2 separate regions of the Mus musculus genome follow, and region 1 is linked to region 2. A link is a contact called in public HiChIP or PLAC-seq data. All regions are on one chromosome and are shown on one strand. Each heading gives the region's core, a stretch centred on a gene start, on an enhancer-like site or on the middle of the called end of the contact. The rest is flanking DNA. Distances are from core to core; before and after follow the strand shown. Region 1 holds the start of Dnaaf3 (dynein, axonemal assembly factor 3). Region 2 overlaps Brsk1 (BR serine/threonine kinase 1).

What was found. HiChIP or PLAC-seq counts read pairs in DNA pulled down with a chosen protein or histone mark.
Region 1: an H3K27ac HiChIP or PLAC-seq map of embryonic stem cells shows a contact between it and region 2, with 15 read pairs. The contact joins the promoter of Dnaaf3 here to the enhancer-like site in region 2. A contact is called at or near these places in 14 of 39 promoter capture datasets (the C10 cell line, the HPC-7 cell line, cranial neural crest and 7 more), 6 of 484 Hi-C or Micro-C datasets (the G1E-ER4 cell line, Th1 cells, bone marrow-derived macrophages and 3 more), 8 of 115 datasets of contacts at active chromatin or transcription factors (bone marrow-derived macrophages, embryonic stem cells, microglia and 1 more) and 3 of 9 other capture datasets (adipose tissue, liver and pancreatic islet).

The regions. Positions count from the first base shown.
Region 1 is chr7:4,528,945-4,535,155 of GRCm38.p6, forward strand. It overlaps Dnaaf3 (dynein, axonemal assembly factor 3), which reads right to left and starts at 3,521. Exons shown (of 12, transcript NM_001033548.3): 1 at 3,434-3,521; 2 at 3,243-3,331; 3 at 2,794-2,936; 4 at 1,830-1,923. The coding sequence starts at 3,327.
Region 2 is chr7:4,701,091-4,706,982 of GRCm38.p6, forward strand. Brsk1 (BR serine/threonine kinase 1) reads left to right here. Exons shown (of 19, transcript NM_001003920.3): 8 at 3,038-3,184; 9 at 3,594-3,625; 10 at 3,978-4,148; 11 at 4,930-5,027; 12 at 5,245-5,404; 13 at 5,572-5,632. It also overlaps a transcript of Tmem150b not described here. Among named protein-coding and RNA genes, the nearest start is that of Brsk1, 13 kb to the left of the region's middle. Within about 2 kb of position 1,566, at least 17 of the 459 cell types and tissues checked have an H3K27ac peak or open chromatin away from gene starts, as enhancers often do. A contact at or near this core is called in embryonic stem cells and stem cell-derived epiblast-like cells, where this site is marked.

The DNA.
Region 1 (6,211 bases), core at 2,271-4,770, 170 kb before region 2:
AATGACCAACTATACTAACAATAAAAACAACACCATTGCTTAGAGCAACTTGTGTCTATAATCTCCCATTGTGGAGCCTGAGACAGGAGGATTCCCAAAAGTCCAAGCCAGCCTGATCTACAACAATATATCTCTGTCTTAACTCCCCAGTGCCTCTCACCCCTAAAAATTTTATTCAGATGTACTAAGCTGTACTGAGTTATGGGACCTGGGGGCCAGAGGGCAAGGGTTAAAGGTACCTGCAACCAAGTTTGATGATGAACTGAGTTTGAACTTTGGAATGAATACAAGTGGTGGAAGAAGAGAACTGAGCTGGTGTTATAAGCCAAACACTACACATTTTTCTATAGAATCCTCGAATGGAGTCCTATTGGTGGGGGATGGCAAGATGGCTCTGTGGGTAAGAATGCCTGCTGCCAAGTCTAAGGATCTGTCCTTGAGACTCATACGGTAGAAGGAGGGAACCAACTCCCGTGAGTTGTCCTCTGACCTCCACTTGTAATCCGTGGCTCGCACATGCACTCACTAAATAAATATATATTAAGGCCCACATTAGTGGAATCTGCATTTTGCAAAGGATGACATAGGAAATAAAAACTGAAGATCTCTCTCCTCTCTCTCTCTCTCTCTCTCTCTCCCCCCCCTCTCTCTCTCTGCCTTTTACATTTTATTTATTGTGTGTGTTCCTATTATAACACATGTGTGGGTATCAGATGATGACCTTCAGGGGACAGTTCTCTTATAGTCCCAGAGATTAAGTCCGGATCATCAAGCTTGATCGAAGGCACCTTTACCAGCTGAGCCATCTTCACAGACTCCATTTGTTTGTTTTTTGAAATGGCATGTGATACACCCCACAAAACCTAAAACTGTGTAGCTAAGGACAACCTGAATTTCTGAACCTCTTGGCCACCTCCCTAGAGCTGTGACCTTGTGCCACCCTACCTGGGGCTTTGTGCACACTAGCGCTCTACTAGCTGAGCTACGTTTTCAAAGGTTTATTTATTTTGTATTTTTGAGACAGGGTTTCACTATGAACCCTGGTTGGCCTGGATCTCACTATGTAGACCAGGCTGGCCTTGAACGCTTTGAAACCCACCTGCCTCTGTCCCTGGAGTGCTGGGGTTAAAGGTGTGCACTACCAGGTCCATCCCATCTCCAAAGCTTTAAATCACACCATTGGAAGGCCAGTATCTTTGGGGGTGGGAGCTTTGAATTTGAATGCTAGAGTCTTTTGTTTCATTCATTCATTCATTCATTCATTCATTCATTCATTTTGAGACAGGGTTTCTCTGTGTAACCCTGGCTGTCCTGGAACTCAGAAATCTGCCTGCCTCTGTTACCTCCTTCCAGCCCAGCAAGGCTGGCTGTGACCATCCACCACCGCCTGAGCGGAGCCACCTGCTGTGCTGCTCCTTTGATGTGCCACTACCTGCCTGAGGCTCAACCTGCCAGAGGCCTGAACCGGTTCTCTTCCAAGAATCTTCCAGAGTTAACACCGAACTGCGATCTTTGCGAGTTCCCACTAAAAGGCTGACCTATCTACTTCAAAGGAACTTTGCTTGGCCAGGGACGGGCCTCCCCTTTTCTTTATAAAGCGTGTTTGCTGACATTAAAATTGAACCTTGAGCAGAAAGCTTGTCTTGGTTCCTTCCTTATCTCGCGCAGCCTAGCCCTTCTTCTCTTCCAGGTTTCCAACATGCCTTTCCAGCCTAGGACCCAAAACATGTGGTCGGCTGGCCGGACACAACATGCCTCTGCCTTCCAAGTGCTGGGATTATAGACATACCCACCTCCCTGGCTGAATGCTAGAGTCTTAAGCAACTGACCTTGGAGCCCCATCTTCTCAGGTTCCTCTAGGGCTAGACTGAAGATCAGCATGTGTCGGGCTACCGCTTCCAGATTATTCTCCAGCACATAAAACTGCACGAGTGACAGACAAGACAATTCTGCAGACCTAGGAGCCCAGAACACCAGCCTCCCCCAACACCCCTGTATGGAGATGGAACCCAACCAGGGACCTTGTAAAAGTTAGAGCAGCACTCCACCACTGAACTCCATTCCCAGCACATCCCCCCCCCCCCCTGTTTTTCTTTCTATTGTGAGGCATAGTCTCATTAGGTCGCCCTTGAACTCTCTGTTGCCCAGGATGGCCTTGAACTTACGATGCTTCTCCTGCCTCAGCCTCCGGAGCAACTATGATTACAGGCTTTAACCACTAGATCCAGCTTGCTAGGTCTCTCTCTTAAGCCATAAGTCTAGATTCGAGATCACCCCTCACACCACTCCTGGAGACCTGATTTTTTGTTTTGTTTTGTTTTTGGTTTTGTTTCGTTTTGTTTTGTTTTGTTTTGTTTTTTTGAGTCAGGGTTTCTCTGTGTAGCCCTAGCTGTCCTGGAACTCACTCTGGAGACCTGATTTTTTGGGGTTTGTTTGTTTGTTTGTTTGTTTTGAGACAGGGTTTCTCTGTGTAACTCTGGCTGTCCTGGAACTCACTCTGGAGACTAGGCTGGCCTCGAACTCAGAAATCCACCTGCCTCCCAAGTGCTGGGATTAAAGGCATATGCCACCACTGCCCGGCTGGAGACCTGATTCTTGGGCTCTCGCTCTTACTGAAGCCCAGGGGCCTCAAATCCCAGGACCTTACTTCCCTAGGACAAGGTCTGAGACTCTTCAGATCCACAGCCTAACCTCTAGGACCTGGAAACTTTCATTGCAATCCTCTCTTCTCTCAAAGGCTCAGGAATCGGCCGTTCATTCCACTCCAACCAGGATCCCAGAATCCCAACTCACATTGAAGCTCCTGAGAGGCCAGAGCGCTGCCCTGGCCAGGGTCCGCAGCATGTGTCTACCATCCACAGAACCTAACAGCAGGGCATCCAGTTCTGGGACCTTGCGCTCTGTTTTCGACTGTGAATCTGGGTCTACAGGAGGACCTGGCAAGACGATAGCAGGCAGAGTCGACTGCTCGTCTCTCCTGCAGTTAGCTAACTTTAGAAGTTAAGAAACCAGCAGGCTTGATACGCCGAGCCTGGATTCCAAAAAACAGCGATACCTTTGCCTTATAGCACTCAGTATTAACCCTTCTCCCCAAGCCAGTTAATTTAGGGAACGTTGGTATACACATCCCATCAGCATCCCCTACCACAGACACAAGTGCTGTGGGCTGTGAGCACAGTCCACAGTTGTAGTAGGAAAGGCACCTCTGTCTAAGACCGTGTGTGGTCTTAGGGTAGACTCACTTTCTGCCTGTAGGTCCAGCGCCGGGGACAGACCCCACCAGGACACACTACCATAACCGGTGCCCGAGCCCGCAGGCGTGGTCATCGCTCTGTGGGACAGGAGTCCGGGGAATTCCACATTTGTCCATCTCATCCCTCCCTTTCTCGCTGCCCCGCTTCTTACCCCTTCGCCTCCACGTTAATCCCCTCACCTTTATTCTTCAAAATATCCGTAGGTAGGGTCCTGTGCTGAGCTCCTGGAAGCCACCACAACAGTTTCCCAGAGGCTTCGCCCACTCTGAGTCATCACCCAATGGGAGCAGGTGGTTTTGCATTATTGCTATCAACTGACCAATTAACGTGAAAAGGTGCCGCTCGCTATGAACTTTTGACCAATAGAAGCTCCGGGAGATGGCTGCGGTGTGGTCTGAAACTGGACACCGGACGCGGTTGTCATAACGACAGCCGGACCAGAGTAGGGTGCCTGCTTTCTGGATCCGTCCTCCAAATTTCTAGGAAAGGGAGGATCTACCTTGCTGCTTCAAATTAAATCAGAACTGAACGAAATGTCTTCCCTGTTTGTCTTTCTTTTCTTTTTCTTTCTTTTCTCTCTCTCTCTCTCTCTCTCTCTCTCTCTCTCTCTCTCTCTCTCTCTCTCTCTCTCTCTCTCTTTCTCTCTCTCTCTCTCCTTCCTTCCTTTCTTCCTTTTTCTTCTTTCCTCCTCCTCTTCCTTCTTCTCCCCCTCCCCTCCTCCTCTCCTCCCCTCTTCTTCTTTTCCCTCCTCTTCTTCTTTTTGAGCCAGAGTCCCTCTTTATTCGAGTTACTCCGAACTCGCAGCAGTCCTCCTGGCCTTGGTTTAAATATTGTGAGCCACCACTCCTGGATTCTAATGAAATCTCTGTGAATCCAAATTATAACAGGAAGCCAAGACATGCCTTCACATCTCTGTTTTGTTCTTTTGTTTTTGTTTCTTTTACACCTGGGCTCTTGTCTGAATACAGGCCTCACTAGGTGAAAAACAGGACCTTGCTCAGTAGATTTTTCTAGAATATATGATCAGGCTATTACTCACAGTCATTACTCAATAATACATCTTTAGCAGGCACCATGGCACAGACCTGTAATACCAACATTCTGAAGTAGGAAAATCAGTGGTTCAAGACCAGTTTGCCATATCTTATTCTAGCCCAGCAAAGGCTACCGCACTGTATAAAAGCTAAAAAAAAAAAAAAAAAAAATCCTCCCTCCTGGAGCTGGGAGCTGGAGAAAGGTTCAGCAGTTAAAGGTGCTTTCTGTTGGAAGGCAGAGGCAGGCGGATTTCTGAGTTCGAAGCCAGCCTGGTCTACAGAGTGAGTTCCAGGACAGCCAGGGCTACACAGAGAAACCCTGTCTCAAAAAACAAAAACAAAAACAAAAACAAAACAATAAAATAAAATAAAAAATAAAGGTACTTTCTGCTCTCCTAGAGAACGGGAGAGTTCAGTTCTCAGCACCACATCAGAAGGATCATAACGGCCTGTACTTTCAGCCCCAGGGCTCTCATGCCCTCTTCTCACCTCTTTTGGCACCCACAAACACTTGAGTAACACACACACTCACACACAAAGAATAAAATTTTCAAATACAAATTTAGAAATCTTCCTCCTGGGAAGATACCTAACACTGGTCTCTCAGATCATGTTAAGCAATAGAAGAACTTACTAGAATGAAGGACAAAAACTAATCGAGACAATGCTACAGAAACGATACCTTCAGGAATGGCGTGACTGAAACACTGTGTTCCATCCCAGCACCACATCAATCCAGGTGTGATAGTACGAGACTATAATTCAATCCTGTGGGGTGGGGGTCACGGGATAGAAGTAGGTGTAATAGTTCAAGCATCATTATACACAGAGAGAGGGCTGGAGAGCTGGCTCAGCAGTCAAGAGCGCTGGTTGCTCTTCCAGTGGACCTGATTCAGATCCCAACACCCACATGTCAGTCAGCTTTCAACCATCGGTATATAATGCCAGTCCCGGGAAATCTGATGCTCTCTTCTGGCCTCTGAGGATATACATGTAGGTGGTACACAGTATACATGCTGGGGACAGACAGACAGACAGGCAGTCAAAAACTCACACAATAAGGCAAAGAGAAATGTATAGCATAACTTATAACATCATATAATTCCAGACTCACGATGAAGCAGAACACCTCGCTCCTTTCTGTGTGTTTTGTACCATATGCATGTATGCACACCCATGTGTGGGTGCTTGTGGCCATGAAAATGCAGATGCCACAGAGGGGTGTCTGGTGTTCATCATTCTTGTTAGGCTGCCCTCAAATCTGTGGATCTCTGCTCCCCAACGGTAGCATTGGCCATGCCTGCCTTTGCTCTTGGTGTTTGCATTTGATCTCAGGTTGACACACAAGCACCAGCTTCTCAGGTTTGACTCCTTCCTGTGATGGAATAACGTTCTATTCTGTTTCTCCCGCATCGGTATGCCTGCCATTTATTCTTAGTATGTCATTCAAGTGTTGCCTCAGAGATCTCCCTGACCTCCATAAGTCACCTCAACATTCACTAGACTTCTTTTTTCTTTTTACCATGTAGCCCAGGTTGGCCTAAAACTCGTGATCCTCCTGCCTCTGCCTCCTTCAGCAAATCCTACCAGCATCTGCCACCACAACTGGCCAAAGGACTTATTTTCAATTTGTTTTTAAAGAATACTCCTTTTTTTTGAGAGAGAGACAAGGTCTCTCTATTACATGGGTCTGGTTGTCCTGGAACTTGCCATATATAGACCAGGCTGACCTTGAACTCACAGAAATCCACCTGCCTTTGCTTCTTGAGTGCTAGCACTAAAGGCATGTGTCACCACACCTGGCTTAGATGTGTGTGTGTGTGTGTGTGTGTGTTACCTACATGTTTGTGCACTACATGTGTGTCCAGTGCCTGTAAAAGTCAGAAGAAGACAGACATCAGATCTCCTGGAACTCAGATTACA
Region 2 (5,892 bases), core at 316-2,815:
AGCAGCAAGGACTGAGAGCACTTAGAGCTGATGAGTAACCATTTCTCCAGACCCAATTTGGTTTTGGGGGGTTTGGGTTTTTTTTTTTTTTTTTGTGGTTTTTGGGTTTTTTTGCTTGATGATCGGTTGGTTTGTCTTTGGTTTTGAGCCAGGGTTTCTCTGTATAGCCCTGGGTATCCTGGAACTCATTCTGTAGACCTGGCTGGTCTTGACCTCAGATTTCCCCTGCCTCTGTCTCCCGAATGCTGGGATTAAAGATACCATGCTGGAAGTTGAACCCAGGGCTTCGTGTATGCTAGGCAAGCTCTCTACCCACTGGGTTAGATCTCCAGAGCCAACGCTCAGCTTTCTGTCATCAGTAGGGAAAGGATAGAGTTCAAATCTCTGCTTCCTCATGCTGGACAAGTAAATCGCTCCCTTTGTGTAGGCCTCAATCCTCCTAATCAAGTAATTATATGTGAACCGAATAATTACATGTGGATAATTACAGTACCAACAATTGTGAAGGTTTAAATTAAATACAAGATCCCAGGTTCCCCTCCAGTACTGCAAACAGATAAGCAACAAAAAACACAGTACAGCCGGGCAGTGGTGGTGCACACCTTTAATCCCAGCACTTGGAAGGCAGGGGCAGGCAGATTTCTGGGTTCGAGGCCAGCCTGGTCTACAAAGTGAGTTCCAGGACAGCCAGGGTTATACAGAGAAACCCTGTCTCAAAAAACAAAACAAACAAAAAAAAAAAAAACCATCACATTACAAACAACTTAGAGTAAGAACTGACCTTGATGTGTCAGTTTTTGTTGTGTGGCTTTTGTTGTGGCCAGAGGGTAGAAGGAACCTAGCTGGTTTCTAACAGAAGCAAGACCTCCCTATTCCAGGACTCACTAACTCACTGATCACAGTGATTATATAAAATTGGACTTCCGAGAGTAATGAGGACCAGCTGTGCTGTGGCTGATATTTTTAATCTGTCCCATAGCCTTTCCCAATAGAATCCTCACATCCCTTACACAGAGGCGATAAGCTGAGGCTCACTGCCAGTGCCATCAGGCACCAGAGCCAAAGGCAGGCTGTCTGACTCCAAGACCAGTCAGAAGGTGCCCTCCCCATCTACCTTCACCCTGCATTCTGTCCATGCCCCTTAGATACCAGGGTCAACCGTTTAAAACATTTGGGAAAGCCCTCAGACTCATCTCTCCCAAGAGCCCTCCTCTAATTCCTTATGTCAGACCAGACCCCCTTCTTACTCTGTCCCAATCCTGAACATTACATCAGCCCATTCCACCTGTATTCCCCACCCGACCCCCGTTTCTCCTTTTATTCTCTTATTCCCTTTGTTATGTTTATTTACGTATTCATGGAGGGGGTGTGCTGGCAAGCGTATTCAAGGCATGCTTGAGGTCAGAGGACAGCTAGCAGGCGGCAATCCTTCCCTTCACCACACCACGTGGGTCCCAGGGATCAGCTCTGGTACAGAGGCTTGGCGGCACATGCCTGGGTTACATGTCATGTCACGGGCCTATTTGAGACAGGTTCTCATATGTCCCAGGCTGGCCTTGACCTCATTATGTAACTGGAGATGAGCATCTGATCTCCTTGCTTCTCCTGCCTCCCTCCCAGGGCTAGGGTTCCAGGACTCAGGTCCACGTCCCGTATCTGCAGTGCTGAGAATTCTGCACAGCTTGCTGCATGTGCTTAGTAGAAAAGCGCTCTACTGCCAACTGAACCACAGCCCCAGCCAGTTTCTCTCTTTCTTTCCTTCTTTCCTTTTTTCGCTCTCTGTCTCTCTGTCTCTGTCTCTGTCTCTCTCTCTTTCTTCCTTTGTTTGTTTTTGTTTGGTGTTTGTTTCAGACAGGGCCTTTGTTTGTAGACCAGGCTGGCCTCCAGCCAACAGAGGTTGCCTGCCATGTCTAACCAAGTTCTAGGATTAAAGGCGTGCACTGCTGCACCAGGCCCTCTTTATAGTTTGTTTGTTTGAGACAGGGTCTCACTGGTAACCTTGGCTGTCCTAGAACTTGCTCTGTAGACCAGGCTGGCCTCAAACTCATAAAGGTCAACCTGCCTCTGCCTCCCGAGTGCTGAGATTGAAGGTGTGCACGAAGAGTTTAGAGAGAGGCTTATTTTAGTTTTGATGTATTTTTGTTTTGTTTTAATGTAGTTTTGTTTGTGGCAGTGTGTCGCATCACCCAGGCTGGCCTCAAAGCTCAATATGTAACCGAAAATGACCTTGAACTTCTGAGCCTCCGGCCTCCACCTCCCGAGTGTGGGGTGTAGGCCTGTGACACCAGTGGTGCTGGGGGTGGGACCCTGGGCTTCCTGGAAGTTAGGCAAGCGCCCCACTGGCTGAGCTACATCTCCAGCCCTATATAGGTGTGGACAGTAAGTATCCAACCCAACTCTCAATCTTTTTTTTTTAAAGATTTATTATATGTATATGAGTACACGGTAGTTATCTTCAGACACTCCAGAAGAGGGCGTTGGGTCCCATTACAGATGGACCATGTGGTTGCTGGGAATTGAACTCAGGACCTCTCTAAAGAGCAGTCTCTTAACCACTGAGCCATCTCTCCAGCCCATCACCTGGACAGTGTTAAGCTCCACCTAAGGAAGGCTCGAAACCTTCCTGACACTGTGGCCCTTTATTCCGTTCCTCATGTTGTGGTGACTCCCGACCATAAAGTTGTTTTGGTTGCTACTTCATAACTGTGATTTCACTACTCTTACGAACCGTGGTGTAAATGTCTGTGTTTTCTGATGGTGTTAGACGACCCCTGTGTGAGGGTCATTTAACCTGTCAAAGGGGCCATGACCCACAGCTTGAGAACCACTGCCGTAAGGAAAGAGACAACGATGTAGCTCACTTGGTAGATTGCTTGTCCAGGACACATGAAGCCTCTGGTTCCATCCCCCAAACTACATGAACTGGGCCTGGTGGTGCATGTCTATAACACCACCACCCCCACCCCCACCCCCGCCAAGAGCTGCCACGCCAGGTTGAGAATCACTGACCTGAGGCTCTTGATGATGTCTTGCACAGGGGGCACTGCCCTTCGATGACGACAACCTGCGCCAGCTACTGGAGAAGGTGAAACGTGGGGTCTTCCACATGCCTCACTTCATCCCTCCAGACTGCCAGAGCCTCCTGAGAGGGATGATTGAAGTGGAGCCCGAGAAAAGGCTCAGTGTAAGCAGCGAGGGGCTGGCAGAGGTGAAGTGGTTCCAGAGAGTTCCTGGAGGGCTGCCTGTAAAGCCTGCCATTGGATGAGTTTGCTGGTTAAGCCACAAGCCCAAGGTCCAGCAAAACCTAAAACTTAGAATCATTCCCAAGTTGGACCAAGGACCCTTGAGGGCGGCGCATTGAGGGATTGGCGGGGGTTGAAAGGCTGGCACTTGGCGTGCAGTAAACTGCTACCTGGGTTTAAAAATGGTCAATCTGCAGGTGCTTGACCGCCACCAGGGGAAGACATGATGTCACCCTGCTTCGGGATGGGTCAGTGACCTCCCGGAGCCAATGCTAATCAATTTTATGTTACTGCTTGCTAGCTATTGTATGTGACCTAATTTCTGCTTCTCTGTGACCCACCCCTTCACAGCTGGAGCAAATTCAGAAACATCCTTGGTATCTGTGAGTAGGAGGGAATTGAACAGTTGGGTACCTGCGGGAGGAGGTAGGGCACCCGGGTCAGAATAGAAAGGTGGAGGGTGGGGTGCCATATTCCTGATGGGTGGGATGGGATGGAGGGACCTACCGTCTCAAACTTCAGAGTATGGGCAGAGGAGGACAAAGCTAAAGAAAGGGAGGGTGTGGAGTCTAGAGGGAGGAGGGCTCCGGACTCTTTGAGTCAGAGTTTGAAGAACTAGGGTCTGGACACCCTCAGTCTGAGGAAGATGGGGACCCAGACTCTCCAGATCCTGGGATGAGGAGTCTGGGCATAGGACGTAACACTAGGAAGATAAGCGTTTCTCTACTATTCCAGGGGCGGGAAACACGAACCAGACCCTTGCCTGGAGCCAGCCCCAGGCCGCAGAGTAGCCATGCGTAGCCTGCCTTCCAATGGCGAGCTGGACCCTGACGTTCTGGAAAGCATGGCGTCTCTGGGCTGCTTCAGAGACCGCGAGCGGCTGCACAGAGAACTGCGAAGCGAGGAGTAAGAGCTCCCAAAATCCTTTTCACCGGCGCCCCACTTCATTGAATGGGTTGTGGCAGTTCCCTAGAAAGCCTGAAGGGGGCGTGCCGCATCCAGTTTTATGGATCTGACAAACTTTAGTGCTGGTGCACGGGAATAATCTGGAAATGCTCAGAGAAAGAAAGCATTAAAGCTGAGATGGGCGTGAATGGTGTCTTCATTACGTAGAACTTAATAAGTGCTTAAGTTGTGACGAACACTGAACATAGGAAGCCAACTATGTTGGCTTGTGGGAAAAAATGGCATTTTGGGTCCAAAAAAGAGAAATAAGACCTGAACACCTGTGTCTGAGGGAGGAAGGCTAGGGGCTTTCACTTGGGGGACTGTGGTGGGAGGGGTGAGGTCTGAACTCGAAAGTTTAAAGGAGAAGGGCTGGGGTCTGGATTCCTTGGTCCAAGGAAGAAGGTCTGGACTTGTACCGTTGGATATGGGGGCAGATCTGTTAGGTGGCCTGAGCTCAAAGATCCACAGCAGCGAAGGGAGGGAGGGAGGTCTCATTGAGACACAAACTTCCTTACCTTACATGGGTTTTTGTTTGTTTTTCATTATGTATGAGAGGAGGGTGTATAGACCAGAGGATAACTTGGCAGGAGATTGGTCCTCTCTTTCCACCATGTGGGTCCCAGGGGTACAACTCAGGTTATCAACCTTGAGTAGCAAGCACCTTTATCCATCTCTCCAGCCCTGGGCACTGATCGCTGACCTCAATCCTCCCTTAACCACCTCCTTCTTCCCGTCTCAGGGAAAACCAAGAAAAGATGATCTATTATTTGCTTTTGGATCGGAAAGAGCGGTATCCTAGCTGTGAAGACCAGGACCTGCCTCCTCGGAATGATGTTGGTAAGAAGGCAGATTGGGCGGTTTAGATCCCAGGATTCCTGAGGGAGGAGGATGCTGTCGGCCCTGGGAGTCTGTGTGTGGACAGCTGGGCATTTATGAGAGCCTCGCTCTGCTATGCTCCTTGGTTTCCCCATCCGTTTACAAGGCAGTCACGTATATGCTGTGTATACCTGGGCAAACTAATCTACTGGGTGGGTCAATAACTCTCTCCCTTCAGACCCACCTCGTAAGCGTGTGGATTCCCCCATGCTGAGCAGACACGGGAAACGGAGGCCAGAGCGGAAGTCCATGGAAGTCCTCAGTATCACAGATGCTGGGAGTGGTGGCTCCCCAGTGCCTACCAGACGGGCCTTGGAGATGGCCCAGCACAGTCAGAGGTGAGGGAGAGGCTGTACCCTCTGGGAGAATCTTCAGTCCCAGAGCGTAGAGGGAGCAGATCGTTCTAGACCCTGCTCAACCTCCCGTGCCTGGGAGGACATGGAAATGGAGAAACACCTGAACCTTCTGAAACTCTCTCAGATCATTTTTTTAACCCTGTAAACAGATCCCGCAGCGTCAGTGGAGCCTCCACTGGTCTGTCCTCCAGCCCTCTGAGCAGCCCAAGGGTAAGAGTAGACCCTCAAAGAATTAAGAGAAATCAACAGAAAATACAATTTCATGAGGCATTCTTGCCTGAGAAGTGTCAAAGACATCCATTTTTGTCTACTCAAGATTGGGTTTGTAGTATGTTTTGGGGGTTTTAATTATTTATCAGAAGTTCTTTGAGTACTTTCAGCGTGCCAATTTCTGCTTAGGCTAGGGTTGCAGCCTTAGTGTGTAAATTGGAGACAGTACTTGTGCCTAAATCCAGAGTGGTGGGTGGGGC